Regions from separate parts of the Pan troglodytes genome. Here regions 2 and 3 are each linked to region 1. A link is a contact called in public Hi-C and HiChIP or PLAC-seq data. All regions are on one chromosome and are shown on one strand. Each heading gives the region's core, a stretch centred on a gene start, on an enhancer-like site or on the middle of the called end of the contact. The rest is flanking DNA. Distances are from core to core; before and after follow the strand shown.

Region 1 (4,531 bases), core at 1,169-3,668:
GGGTTACATGGGAAGTATTTGCTTTGCTTTATTTTCCAAAGTGGCTGCACCATTTTACACTCCAACTAGCAGTATGAGAGTTCTGGCTGCTCATGTCCCTATGAACTCTTGGTATTTGTGAGGGTTAATTTTTGGTGTCAACATGACTGGATGTGCCCTCAATGTGGGTGGGCACCATGCAATCGGCTGGGGGCCCCGACAGAACAAAGAGGCAAAGGAAAGGTGAATGTTTTATCTCTCTCCTGGAGCTGGGACACCCTTCTTCTCCTGTCCTTGGGCATCAGAACTCTAGGTTCTCCAGTCTTTGGGCTCTGGGACTTGCTCCATCACCCACTCACCACCAGGTTCTCAGGTTTTGGGCCTGAGACTGAGAATTACACCACGGGTTTCCCAGGTTCCCAGGCCTTCCGACTTGGACCCACCACACTACCAGCCTTCCTACGTCTCCAACGTGCAGACTGCCTGTTGTGGGACTTCTCGGCATCCATAATCCCATGAGCCAACGCCCCTAGTAAGCCTCCTGTCATATATCTACTGATCTGTATATCCTAGTGGTTCTGTCTGTCTGGAGAACCTTGAAATAATACAGAAATAATATAGAATTATTTCCCTGACCTCCTAGCCAGTGTGTTCCAGTACCATGGGATTCTCTAAAAATATTTTGATTTCAGCTTTTAAAGTTCTGTAATCCCAGCACTTTGTGAGACCGAGGTGGGCAGATCACGAGGTCAGGAGTTCGAGACCAGCCTGACTAACATGTTGAAACCCTGTCTCTACTAAAAATACAAAAATTAGCTGGGCATGGTGGCGTATGCCTGTAATCCCAGCTACTCGGGAGGCTGAGGCAGGAGAATCACTTGAACCCGGGAGGCGGAAGTTGCAGTGAGCCGAGATCACACCACTGCACTCCAGCCTGGGCGACAGAGGGAGACTCCGTCTCAAAAAAAAATTCTAAGAAACGTTTTATTATCTTTTCCCTGAATGGGTACTCGTGTAAAATGAGTTTTCTTAGTAGATTCCTAGAGATCCTTAAGGAAGGTCTCTTCCTGAAGAATCCAGGTGTGTAAACCACATATTGCCAGAAGGGGGCGCGCGCCACCCACCATTAAACTTCACTCCTGGTCCTCAGCGGACTTTGAGCTGCTTCAAGGGCGGCCCCTCAGCTGAATAGGGGAAGAGGGGAGGTTGATCTTTCCTGGGTAGGAACGTTCGGGGTTAGAGATGCCTCCCCCTGGTGGAAGATTTGGATGGCTCCAAAGAGCAGGGCAGGACCAAAGCTGCCCCAGGCTGCCGGGGAGGCCTGTGAGTGCCGACTGCTCCTCAGGCGTCCGCTCCAAATCCTCTCTTCCTCTCCACCTGAAATTCCCCTTTAGAGTCACTATTTTGGCTTAGAGGACAAAATCACACGTGTTGCTTCTAGAGGACTCCTGTTAGCACACCTAAGTTACCTGAGAAGCGATGCAGGGACCCTCAACATGGCTGCACATGAAAGTCACCAGGAGCTTTAAAAACTGGGGCCCAAGCTGCGTCCCAAACCAAGCAAATCAGAATCCTTGGGGGTGGGACCCACGCATTAGCGTTCAACACCTCTCTGGGGGATTCTGGTGTGCAGCCCGGGCTGTGCGCCCTGGGGTAGGAGCTTGCTGATGCCCTCCCGTGAGTCCAGGTGGTGAGCTGATCGAGTTAGTGAGTTCACCTGGGAGGGCATCGGCTGCGATGATGTTTAAACTTTAGTGCATATAAAGCTCACCTGGCAGGGGGAGCGGGGAGAGTTGTCTGGTGCCCTAGCTTTCCTCGTGCCCAGAGGCCACTTCCGGAAGCCCGCAGTCTTGATGAGATGGAAGCAGAGAGAGAGAACGAGAAGGATCCAGCGAGAACCCCGCCTGCTCCGTAAGACGATCAGAGGTCATGAATAATGGAGAGAAACGGGGGCCTTTGAGTCCTGGGAGCCTGGCTGATTCCGGGGCCCTGCCTTCCTCAGGAGGGTCCCGTGTGGGCTGTAAGGCTTGGGAGATCTCCTGGGTGAGGAGCCCTCACCTGTCTCTGGGGTGGCCTGGAGGGATCCCAGGTGACCCCGTGGCTGTGAGGCCAGGTGGGAAATGGACTTCAAGGGCTCCGTGTCACCTGATTCTCCATAGGGAGGAGAGGGGGCTGGTGGGGAGAGGAGAGAGGAAGGAAGTCAGCCTGCCCTCAGCGCCATGAATAAGTGATGAGGCCCAAAGAGAAGCCCCGGGGCAGGTACAGAGGAGGAGGAGGTGGCTCACCAGAGGGTGGTGGGAGGGGACAGGGACAGGAGGTTCAGAGATAAGGCACTGAGGTTCAGCTCAGGAGCCAGAGAAGGCAGAGGGAACAGCACCTTGGGCACGGGGAAGCCAAGAAAAGGGGGCACTCTGGCCCACCCAGGCCTGAGCTACAGGAGGGCCGTGGGCGCCAGAGCTCAGGGAGGAGGTCTCAGGTTCCCGCAGGTGTGAGGAGGCGGCACAGTGAGCCTGCGAGCGCTGGGAGAAGGCAGCCGGCAGAATGATGCCCCAGAAGAAAAGGCGGAGGAAGAAGGACATCGACTTCCTGGCCCTGTACGAAGCGGAGCTGCTGAACTACGCCTCGGAGGACGACGAGGGGGAACTGGAACACGAGTACTACAAGGCCAGAGGTGCGGGGTCCCAGCCTGCGGGGGGCGGGTGGTGCAGCTGGCTGCGGTGGGCAGGGGTCTGTTCCTGGCTATGGGGAGTCATTCTAAGATTTCGGAGCAAGCCCTTTCTCACTGATTATCCCATGTGTCCGTTCCATATCCCCTCGGAGTAAGAAGGCAGGCATTATGCAGGGATGGTGGGGTCCCTGTTGTACAGACAGGTGGAGCAACTTTCCTTTAGCCCCCGATTCTCAGTGGAACAGAATAGACTAGAGCCACAGTGCCCCCATGGCCCCATGTTCTCCAGCTCCTGAACATCCCCAAAGCCACGTTCCAGTCTGGTCCCCGAGTAGGTGGTCTGCATCAGGCCGAGCGCCCTGAACTGCTGGGCTCATGAAAGGATGTCTTGGGGAGGAAGCCTGACAGCTCATCCTATGCCCAATGTGGCTGATGGAGACAGGGAGCCTGGGGCTTTGCAAGGAGATGTCCATCCCATATGTCGAAGGCGGCCGGTGCTCTGGACCCCAGGGCCTTGTCCTTCTAGTCTCATCTTTCTCTGGGCCACATGAGACCTGCTTGAAATTGCTCTAACTCCTTGCCAGGTAAACCAAAGAAGTGAACTGTGACCCTAGAGCTGGTTTTGGCCGGCAGTTTAAGTTGTTTTTTTCCTTTCCAGCGTTTTGAAATCCTTTTTTCTGTGAATGCCAATAGGCTGTGGACGTCCAGCTTATCACAGCCTCCACCACTCCCTGTCATCTCATACTAGGTCTGGTTTACTCATCAGTGCTGCCTGCCTAGTCTCTGAAGCCATTTAAATTCTCAGTGCTGACTCCAAAGTGGCTCACCAGTCCCCGTAAGTGCCATAGTCATCCATGCATTCACTCATTCATTCATTCAGCAAGTATTTATTGAATGTGTGCTCTGTGCCTGCCCATGGCCTTGTTTGTCTTCCCTTCTCCCTCTTCCTGTCCTCACTTTGAAAGCCCAGTTCTGATCCCATCTCTTCCATGAAGCCCTCCTTGATTCCAGTCCACCATGAGTTCCCTGATTACATCCAATTCATAATTGTTCCATTGTTTCCTGCAAAGCTTGTCCGGCTGTGTCCGGCTTGCAGCCACAGTCACCCTAAACTCCGTGAGGGTGGGGCCTTGCTGTACTTGTCTTTAGGCCTCATCATTCAGCCCCTGCACAGTCCCGGGCTTAGAGGAGGTAGTCTCAGCTGAGGTCAGGAAGGCTGTGGCCCCTTTCCAGGTACAGAATCCTGGGTACCTCCAAGGGTAGAAGGGGGGGCTGTAGTAGGAGGAAGTGGGCCCAGGAAAAAGGAAGCATCCGCCACCTTCTAACAGTACATGTGCCTCAAGCTCTGACCCTCTAGTGAGGGGAGGGGCTGGGAGGTGAGACATCAGGGCAGCATCCCCACCATGTGTGCTTGGCTTCCCAGGTGATTCTCCCCAGCCACGTGACTGTTGGTGAGATCATTCTAGAACCTCTCACAGCCAGCAGCACACTGTTGACTTTTGTTTACGGGCTCTGCATGCGTCAGTGTGGCCATAATGATCGTTCTCCTTTTTATCCTTTCAGAAGCCTTTTTACTAATGTTCTCATGTTTGATCCTTAAGATCCCTGAGCATAGTCAAGGCAGGCAGATCAGTACCACTTCACAAGTTAAAGACTGAGGCCCTGAGACATTAAGTGACTTGAGCAAGGTCACAAACAGGATGGACAACAAGAACCTCAAATATCTTTTTCGAGGCAAGCGCCCCATTTCATCTCATGATGCTGCCAAATAGGATCATGCACCATGCACCAAGCACTGAGTTAAGCACTTTATTCATGTTAACCAATTTCATCTTCATGATGACACATTGAGGCAGATGTGTTATCCTTTTTTTTCAGATGAGG
Region 2 (4,977 bases), core at 805-3,304, 260 kb before region 1:
GCAACCTCCACCTCCTGGGTTCAAGCAATTTTCCTGTCTCAGCCTCACGAGTAGCTGGGATTACAGGCATGTGCCACCACACCCGGCTAATTTTTTTTTTTTTTTTTGAGATGGAGTTTCGCTTTTGTTACCCAGGCTGGAGTGCAATGGCGCTATCTCCGCTCCCTGGAACCTCCGCCTCCAGGGTTCAAGCGATTCTCCTGCCTTAGCCTCCGGAGTAGCTGGGATTACAGGAATGCGCCACCACGCCTGGCTAATTTTGCATTTTTGGTGGAGACGGGGTTTCTCCATGTTGGTCAGGCTGGCCTCCAACTCCCAACCTCAGGTGATCCGCCCGCCTCTGCCTCCCAAAGTGCTGGAATTTAGAGCGTGGGCCACAGCTCCTGGCCTAATTTTTGTATTTTTAGTAGAGACAGGGTTTCACCATGTTGGCCTGGCTGGTCTGGAACTCCCGACCTCAAGTGATCCACCTGCCTCGGCTTCCTAAAGTGCTGGGATTACAGGCATGAGCCACTGCACCTGGCCAAAACAATATGTGTGTGTGTTGTGTATATATACACAACACACACACACACACATATATATATATACACGCACACACATATATATCAAATAAACAATTACACAAATACCTACATAATTACCATGGAGACATCTCAGGAAGAAAAAGTTCAGGGTCCTAGGAGAGGTCATAACGGGAATTTGAATTAAAATGTGGGATGTGGGTGAGGGATGGTCTTCCTGAGGAAGTGACACTTAAAGTGAAACCTGAAGGATGAACAGGAGTTAGGAACAAAGAAAAGAGTGGGAAATTATTCTTGGTTCAAGGATCAACATTTAGAAGCCTTAAAACTTGAGGGGAGGCCGGGTGCAGTGGCTCACGCCTGTAATCTCAGTACTTTGGGAGGCCGAGGCGGGCGGATCACCTGAGGTCCGGAGTTGGAGACCAGCCTGACCAACTTGGAGAAACCTCGTTTCTACCAAAAATACAATCGCAGCTACTCGGGAGGCGGAGGTAGGAGAATCGCTTGAACCCGGAAGGCAGACATTGCGGTGAGCCGAGATCGTGCCATTGCACTCCAGCCTGGGCAACAAGAGCAAAACTCCGTCTCAAAAAAACAAAACTTGCGGGGTGCGGGGGCAGGGGAGAGGAAGGAAGACCTGGAAGTGCAGTGCGGATGAAACGTGGGGTAGTGGGAAGAGGCGGTAGGTAGGAGGCTGATTAAACAGGGCCTTAAAAGTTACATTGTTTTAAAGACCTTTCGTATGTGGGTTCCACCCAATTCTTCAAGGAAATTGAACCCTGGACACCGTCCAGCGATTTTTCTGGCCATCTTGACTCAGCATCTTCCTTCATCCTATCAGCACATTACGGGGGGGCCATCAAGCTTCCTTCTATCTACTTACTCTGCCTTGGCGTTTGACTCCTTCCTAGCTATCAGATTTCCCTGACTTTTTAGCATGGCCCTTCTGAGCGCTCTTATTTCACTTCTCCCCCGCCCCAACCCCACCGCCTAACTCTCCCAACTCTGCAGTCCGTGACCTTCAGGTGCCCTTCAAAGTCAGAAAAACTCGGCAAGGTTGGTACTTGCAGGACATTAGCAATTCAAAGAGGTGTCACACAACCTCACCATTAAATGGGAACAATAGCTTACCCAACACCCATATTTAGATTATTCCGCCACAACTACTCTGGGGGATGGTTTTATTTGCGGCGGCTTTCTCAGTCCATAGCCACCGCGTGAAGGGCACCGTAAGAATCTTCCCGAATGCTCCTGTCACGCGTCCCGGCCGCCTCTTCTTCCTCCCCGCCACTTCCCCAGGCCAGGCCCGCGGATAACGCCTCAGTTGCGACCCAGCTCTAGGCAGTCCGCAGGGGCCTCCGCCGGGGAGGGAAGGCACGACCTGGGGCCGAGCGGGGCCAAGCCGCGGGGCAACACGCCGGGGCAGGCGCGGGCGGGCGCTGTCGCCGCGCGGACGGAAGGCGCGGGCGGAAGGCGGTCGCGCGGGTGGGCAGGGGGCACCGCTAGGGGCGGGGCTTCGGCGCGTCGGAGGCGGAGCTCCCGCGCCGTTCACGTGACGGGCCCGGCTGTAGCGGCGGCGGCCGCGGCGTCTTAAGCGGCGCCCAGTGCAGGATGGTGCTGGAGGCGGCGGCGGCCGTGGTGGCGGTAGCGTCGTTGGCGGCAGCGGGAGTGGGTGCGGCGGCAGCGGCGGCGGCGCCCGCGGGTGGTATAAAATGGCGGATTTCGAAGAGTTGAGGGTAAGCGGGGGTGCGGGAGTGGAGAGCGGAGGCCGCGGGGGAGGGGATGGGAGAGGAGGTGGGGAAACCGCAACGTCGCCGGCCGCCGCCTGCTCGTGCCTCCGGGGCCGGTTGGCGGAGACCTGAGCCCCGGCCCGCGGACGAACGGGCGCCGAGGGCGCGGGGGAGGGGAGCGGGCCGGCGGAGGGCACGCGGGCGGCGCGGGGGCGGCGGGCCTGGGCCGCGGCGAGCCGGCTCCTGAGTGCTGCCCGTGGTCCGCACACCTGGCGCGGGGGGCCGGGGCGCCCTCCAGGAGGGGCACATGGGGACCCGACATCCCGGTTCGCAGTGAGGGCCGATGTGGGAAGCAACGTTTGATCTTGCACCTTCACCGGGGTGTACGTGTCTGTGGCGATTCACAAGTCTGCATGCTACTCACTTGGTGGAGGACTGTTTTCTGAAAGCTGAAGTTGCGTTTAGGAATCTCTCCTCTTCTTATGGCTGATGCTACCGTTTAGTCAGGTCTGTCACGAGAAAAGGCCCCTTCTCCCACCCTTGCCTCCTAACATCTTCGAGGAGCCTAATGTTTGGGGATCCCTGCCTTCAATAATCGGCCTTAAACCTCGATATTTTCTTAGTGTTTTAGTAAGAAATCTGCAAACTTTATGTTGTGAGGTTTGTGCACCCCTTTTACTCTTGAGGAAAAATATTTTTTTCTTCTCAGTCTTAAAACAAGATCATAACTTTATTGTTGATACCCTTGTATAGCAGAGGTCTGGAATAGGGCTGTGATGGGGGTAGAACAGAAGAGACTTTTTCCCCCCAGACTGATAACCTTTAAAGTCCTAACTAAGTGTGACGAATGAGATGGATTTGTGTGTATCGCTGAATTACTGGCGACATAAATGAGATGTTTACGGACAGAAACCCTGATTTTTTTAAAAAAAAAAAATGTATCAAGGTAGAGATGAGTGTAAACTTGAAATTACATTTACTGCAACTCGTTTGTGTAACACTTATTAGGATTTCTTTTTCAAATAAGGAAGAGGAATCCGGTAAAAGGTTCAGTTTTGTATATTTATTGTTTTCCGCAAGAGATGGGATGGGGGAAGGATGTTGGCTGGTTACCTGCTTAGTGGACGTGAGCAAAAGAACGTATGCTCTGCTCTAAACGGAGATTGTTGGAGTTTGCACAGTGCCTGCCATATTCCCTTCTGCTGTTTCAAAAATAATTATTAAGTTCCCAGTAAACGCATATTAATACATGTTATGCCCCATACTAGTTTATGCAGAGAACCATGAGTGTAGGTAAAGGGTGTTCATACTTGATAAGTTTAAGGGTTTTAGTGGCTCAGAGCCCCAGCTGTAGAGCTTTTAACACCTGTGGAGCTTTTCAAACAACGAACCCTGAGCCTCACCTCTGTAAATTCATGCGTTAGATTCAGGATGGGTTGAGAAGACTGAACTCTGAAGTTATATTTATTTTTACCTGCCATCTAGTTTTAATTTTTGTGTAGTAACAGATGTATACAAGTTTTCTAAGTTCTTTTTTTTGTTGTTGTTAATGAAAACTTTCCAGGATTTTTATTAGACTCTTGTGAATGTTGTTGGCCAAAGCTTAATGTAAAGCGAAGAATTTACTCGCTCTTATAGAGCAGAGTAAAAGCAGTCCGTGCTCAGATTGGAGTGCAACCAGCAACTGGAAAGTGATAGAAACCAAAGAAGCTTTTTTTTCTCTTCCTTTCTGCCTTCCTCTCTCTCTCTCTTGGTTTGTGGATCAGCTTCATCCTCTCTTCCTGTAAATCAGCTGTCTTTACTTCTTGCATTTGTTAGAAGATGGCCCCTCTCCCACAATTCATATGACGTGCCCAACAGAGACTAACTGGGGAGAATTTTCAGAGGAGGGAGGGGTACAGGCTGGGCACATGCAGTAAGCATCATCTGCTTTTCTTTGCCTTAACTGCTCTGTGCAGACCCATGTTACCCTACACTTGAAGATGAACTGTACCCCGCCCTTACACCCCATTACAGACAGTAATGATGATGATGGTATATACCCATTTTAATACAGTGGTTATTCCATGCCTGGTTCTGGTCTAAGCATTTTTTCTATACTTATTTAATTCTCACAATTTTTTCAAGAAATTGAAGCACAGAGAGGTTAACCTGACCTAAATCACACAGCTTGAGATTTGAAAAGCTAAGATTTTTAATCTTAGACATGTAGCTTTTAGAGTCTGGGCTTTTCAGAGCCCGGGCTACACTACTTTGTTCTGGTACCTTGGGGTCTAGGTGGAGCTTCTAGCCATCATCCTGCGATTGTTCCTAAATTAAATGATTGGTAACATCCTTCTTGTGTGACATTATAATAAAGGAAGAAAAACAGACTAAAAAACGGAATAGAAAGAAAGAAAAGGGGAAGAAATAATCTTGGATTCTCAAAATGATGGTCCTTGGATCAGAATATATTGTGGTGGTCAGAGTGATGCTCAAGTAAATTATAGGACCAGGAAAAATTATGGGCATTAGTTTGTTGGCTAACTTCTTGGCAGTAGAGAAATTGGTCAGCCGATCTGGATGCCACATATTTGGCTGCTGATATGCCACAGAGAGGATTTCCATTACCCTTCAAGGCTACTCATTTTGGACAAGTATAACCAGAGCAGTTCACATCCTGGCTAGTGCTGCATCTATACTGGAGATAGGGAATTTTGGGAAAGGTAATCCTCAGTGTGGTT
Region 3 (4,690 bases), core at 2,054-4,553, 370 kb after region 1:
CTAATGTATGTTGAGTGCCTACTGTTTACCCTACCCTGTTCAGGGTAATGAAAAGAACCCTTAGCGCAACTGCGAAGCAAGCAAAGGCTTTCTTTAAATATCACCAGAATTCCTATCCTCACCACTCCTGTTCCTGAGACTTAGATCCCTCACCCAGATTTTCAGGGACCTGCTAACTGACCTGATGAATTTAACTTTCATCTTCCAGGGTGTCCTATACTCAGCTCCCACAAGACCTAATTACATCATATGCACATCAGCGTCTAGCACATAGCTAGGGCTTCATAAATGTTACTAAGCTAAATGAATGAACAAGCAAATGAATGTCACTACCTTAAGAATCCCACGAGGCTCCCAATTGTAATACTGATCGTTACGGACTGAATGTGTGTGTCCTCCTGAAATTCATATGTTGAAGCCCTAAGCCCCAAGGTCATAGTATTTAGAGATGGGGACTTTCAGAGGCAATTAGGTTTAGATGGGGTCATGAGGGTGTGGACCCTATGATGAAATTGGTGTCCTTATAAGAAAAGGAAGAGAGTACGGCGTTCCCTCTCTCTACCAGTCGGGACACAATGGAAAGGTAGTCGTCTGCAGCCCAGGAGGAGAGCTCTCACCAGAACCTGAACTCTGATGGACTTTGATCTTGACTTTCCAGCCTCCAGAACTGTGAGAAAATTAATTTCTTTTATTTAAGCTACCCAGTCTATGGTATTCTGTTATGGCAGCCCAAGCTAAGACATGATTTTTCAGAGAGTTTTGCAATTTCAAATACTGTATTCTGTTCTCTTATCCCCATTAACATGCTATTGTTTGTTAGATTATCAGTCCTGAGTTTGGTTTAGCAAATAAAGTCATTTTCATTGCCACTATAGTGACCTTCAAATCTAAACAGTCCTGCCTGACTTTCAAGGCCCTCTGCAATCCATCCCACCCTATGTACATACCTACAAAAAAACTCCCTCCTGCCCCTGCCCTAATCTATTGTTTCAGTAGAGAAAGTACTTCACACATGTAGCAGATACATTACTGGGTTTTAAAATAAGTCAACTGTAGAAAAATTGGAAAAATCAAAACAATCCAAAGGTGAAAACATCTCCCACAGTCCAAGCATTAATATTCACTTCTTTGCCATCTCTTTTCAATGAATTTAACTATATTCTTCCAACAAAATTGAGAGCACACTGTTTTGCATCATGTTTATTTCCCTTAGCGATAACTAAACACATTTATTTCTGCCTCCATGTCTTCACCTATAGATATACAATCTTAGCATTGAAAGGAGCCAGAGAAGGGCAGGGAATCTTCAGTAACATTCAGAGAAGAAAGTGACACAAGAACTAGCTTCCACTGAATACTCCCAGGAATGGGCACTCCCCTCCCTCCCAAGGCAGCCTGACCCCTGAGGGAGAATTTCTTCCTGGAACGCTCTTCCCATTGTCCATGAGCTGAAATTGGCCTCTCTGAGCCTCTGTGTTCTACTCATGCCCCCTCGAATGGTACCCAGTAGACTACAGATTCTTCCTGACAGCCTGTTGACTCCTCAAAAACTGAGAGCATGACCCCTTTTCTAGGTTCAACAATTCTGAACCCCTTGCCATCTTCTATATTACCTAAATTCCACTCTGCCGGTAATTCTTGTCAGCCGTGTTATTAAATCATGCCATTCAGTTAGAATTGTAGGTGTCTTTTAGTTACTTCTTTATGATCTTCTGTATTTTCCCAATTTCTTACCATGAATGTATATTACTGCCATTATTACAAAGAATAATTTCATGTATGATGTTACTTCTCTGTTGTCCTGCTATTGCTTTTCACTCTTAAATGGCTGGCGCCTCCAGAGCCACTGACGTTCTCTAATGTGCCATCCCTCCCCATCAGAGAGAGGGTCAGGGTGCTCCTCTGACCCTCCAGTGACTGGATTAGAGCCCCGTGGCTTCCACTGTCATGGACTTCGCCTAACGGGACATCCCCCTGTTCACACATCACTTTCTCATGACCACACAGAGAGCATGGGAGACTTCGTTCAGTGCCTTGTGATGATACCCTTTGCATTTCCTATGATGCTGACAATAAATATGTGACGTGAATGAAAAAAAATTATTGGCTGAGCACGGTGGCTCATGCCTGTAATCCCAACACATTGAGAGAACAAGTGGGTCACTTGAGCCCAGGAGTTTGAGACCAGCCTGGGCAACACAGCAAAACCCTGCCTCTACACAAAATACACACACACACACACACACACACATGAAAAAAATTAGCCGGGCATAGTGGTGTGCACCTGTGGTTCCAGCTACTTGGGAGGCTGACACTGGAGGATTGCTTGAGCTCAAGAAGGCAACGCTGCAGTGAGCCATGATTGTGCCACTGCACTCCAGCCTGTGTGACAGAGTGAGATCCTATCTCAAAAAAAGAAAAAAAAAAAAAAAAAGGAAGAAAAGAAAGAAAAAAAAGAAAAAGAAAACAAAATTATTTGATAACGCAAGTCCCTGGGAGTTTGATTTGACATGATTTTAATGAGTTAATTCCAGGATGGGCACAGCTCTTCGCAAAGTGCTCCCAAACCACCTGTTTAATAATTCTAGAATGCTACTGAGTGTCACTAAGCTTACATCCCAGGAATCATGTTCTTCACTTTTTGGAAATCGGGACATTTTGCTCCCTCTGGCTGGTTGGTCCTTCCTCTCTTTCTGAACTCATCCTAAAAGTCCTGTCTCCTTCTCCGGCCATTCAGGACCACTCTCCCTTCCTGCAATTGTGGTAATTATTCAGAACCAGAATGAAACAACAGCAGTAGTAATAGCTGCCACATACTGGGAGCTTGCTCTATGCCAGACACCATGCTCAAGGACTTCACAATACTTCATCACGTGTATCACTTAGCACTGTATCATACTTTTGAATATATATGTGTGTGTGTAAAGTTTTAATCACTTGAATAACAGCTGCTATTATGACCATTTAGCAGATGAAGAAACTGATTCAGAGAGGTTCAGGCTCCTGCACTGAGCCTTAGACAGTGAACAATTTCAGGGTCCAAACCTGGGTTTATCTGGGTCCAAAGTCCAAGTTCTTACTTCCTCTACCCTGGCATTGTTTCTGGGGCTTTCTATTATTTCTGAGGCTTCCATCTGAATATTTCTAGCACGTCCTGTGCAGCACCTAACATGGCCATAGGCACACAGTAAGGGAGTCCTTAGGGGCCAAGTGGTTTTTCTAGAGCACTGGCCATGGTCCTGCCTCTTGTGGGTGCTGGTGTCATCTTTCACCTCCACCTCCAGGCACCGGGAGAAGCTGACTGGAGGGGATTTGGCAGAGGCCAAAGAGGGCTCAGCCCAGCTGTCTCCACCTCTCTTGCTGGATGGGAGAGGCACCACATTACAGAAACTGATATACCCAATTCCCTGAGACCCAGGGAGGGCAATCCTGTGAGAAGTTTCCACCCTTTGTTCTCTCCCACCGAGCCCCCAGGGGCTGATAATCTAATTCTCAACAAGTCCTTCCTGGCTGGTAATTGAATTGTGTTTTCCTCCCAGTCCAATCAGGGCCCTCATCCTACATCTGTCTGACAAAACACTAGGCCAGGCATCTTGGGAGGGGCAGAGACCTGGGAGGCACTTTTCAGCTTCCAGGAGCTTAATATTTCAGTTGCCACAGGTGCAGGGACTGACATTCTATTGACTAGCAATCCATGACTGCTGCCCACTTCCAGGACAATCGCTGAGGTCAGGAGGGCTCAAGGCGGTGAGCCTTAAAGGAGGGTTGTGTTGTGGAGGAGGGGATGATGGACAGCTGGGTTCTGGTAGACAGGGAGGAAAGGCGGAGGTGTGGGCAAAGTCCTGGAGGTGGGAACATGCATGACACATTCAAGTAACAAGAAGTAAGTCTGCCTGGATGGGCCTTCACTGTCTTCAACCGAGGGATGACGAATGACTCCAAAACACTCAAATTGTTCCTGGGAAGTCGGGTGGGGGGAAGTGTGAGTCAGCAGGCTCCTCTCACTATGCCTATGGCCCAGCCTCGGTCTACAGAACAGAGAGAGCCTGGTGCTGGAACTGGGTGTGCAAGGGTGCCCCAAATCAGGACACAACCACCTCATTCGTCCAGCCCAGAAATAGGGACATTTCTTCATCTCCTCTCCCACTCCTACCTAATCTAATCTGTCTCCAAGTCCTGCCTATTTCACCATCTCAGCTCTTCAGTCATCTCTCTGGCAGGCAGGCACTGTCACATCTCCCCCGTCTCTTGGGGACGAGCCCCTCCCTGATTGCTCTCCTCCACCTTGTTGCTCTCTGGCACATCCACACATATCTCCATGTGGCTCCCCCATGCATGCCACTTTCCATGGCTTCCCAGTGCCTTTAGGTCCAGAGCCTTTTGTGGCTTTGTCCTCTCATCTGGCTGGTGCCATCTCTTGCGACTCTTAAGCTCCCCAAAACATTCTGGTTTAGTGCTGGGCCTTTAGCTCAATTTATGATTATAACGCCCATCCCACCAGTGCCTTCTATATGTGCTTAATCCTCACGGAAACCCCGTGTGGAAGAGGAACAGAGAGGTTAAGTGACTTGTCTGTGGTCACACAGCTGGTAAGGGCGGAGCAGGATTCGCACCCAGGTGACTTATTCCCATAGCCCAGCTTCTTTATTTTTAGAGACAGCGTCTTGCTCTGTCACCCAGCCCAGAGTAC

What was found. Hi-C and Micro-C count contacts between places; a contact is called where the count stands out from the background. HiChIP or PLAC-seq counts read pairs in DNA pulled down with a chosen protein or histone mark.
Region 2: a contact with region 1 is called in an H3K4me3 HiChIP or PLAC-seq map of stem cell-derived excitatory neurons, with 8 times the contacts expected there. The contact joins the promoter of KATNAL2 here to the promoter of LOXHD1 in region 1. A contact is called at or near these places in 1 of 7 Hi-C or Micro-C datasets (stem cell-derived neural progenitor cells) and 1 of 1 datasets of contacts at active chromatin or transcription factors (stem cell-derived excitatory neurons).
Region 3: a Hi-C map of induced pluripotent stem cells shows a contact between it and region 1, with 4 times the contacts expected there. The contact joins the enhancer-like site here to the promoter of LOXHD1 in region 1. A contact is called at or near these places in 4 of 7 Hi-C or Micro-C datasets (blood, induced pluripotent stem cells and stem cell-derived neural progenitor cells) and 1 of 1 other capture datasets (stem cell-derived neural stem cells).

What each region holds. Positions count from the first base shown.
Region 1 is chr17:56,505,873-56,510,403 of NHGRI_mPanTro3-v2.0_pri, reverse strand. It overlaps LOXHD1 (lipoxygenase homology PLAT domains 1), which reads left to right and starts at 2,418. Exons shown (of 42, transcript XM_054672174.2): 1 at 2,418-2,650. The coding sequence starts at 2,521.
Region 2 is chr17:56,764,911-56,769,887 of NHGRI_mPanTro3-v2.0_pri, reverse strand. It overlaps KATNAL2 (katanin catalytic subunit A1 like 2), which reads right to left and starts at 2,054. Exons shown (of 18, transcript XM_016933646.4): 1 at 1,656-2,054. PIAS2 (protein inhibitor of activated STAT 2) reads left to right here and starts at 1,989. Exons shown (of 12, transcript XM_054672188.2): 1 at 1,989-2,260. The coding sequence starts at 2,237.
Region 3 is chr17:56,134,579-56,139,268 of NHGRI_mPanTro3-v2.0_pri, reverse strand. No RefSeq gene overlaps it. Among named protein-coding and RNA genes, the nearest start is that of ARK2C, 49 kb to the left of the region's middle. Within about 2 kb of position 3,303, at least 5 of the 24 cell types and tissues checked have an H3K27ac peak or open chromatin away from gene starts, as enhancers often do. A contact at or near this core is called in induced pluripotent stem cells and stem cell-derived neural stem cells, where this site is marked.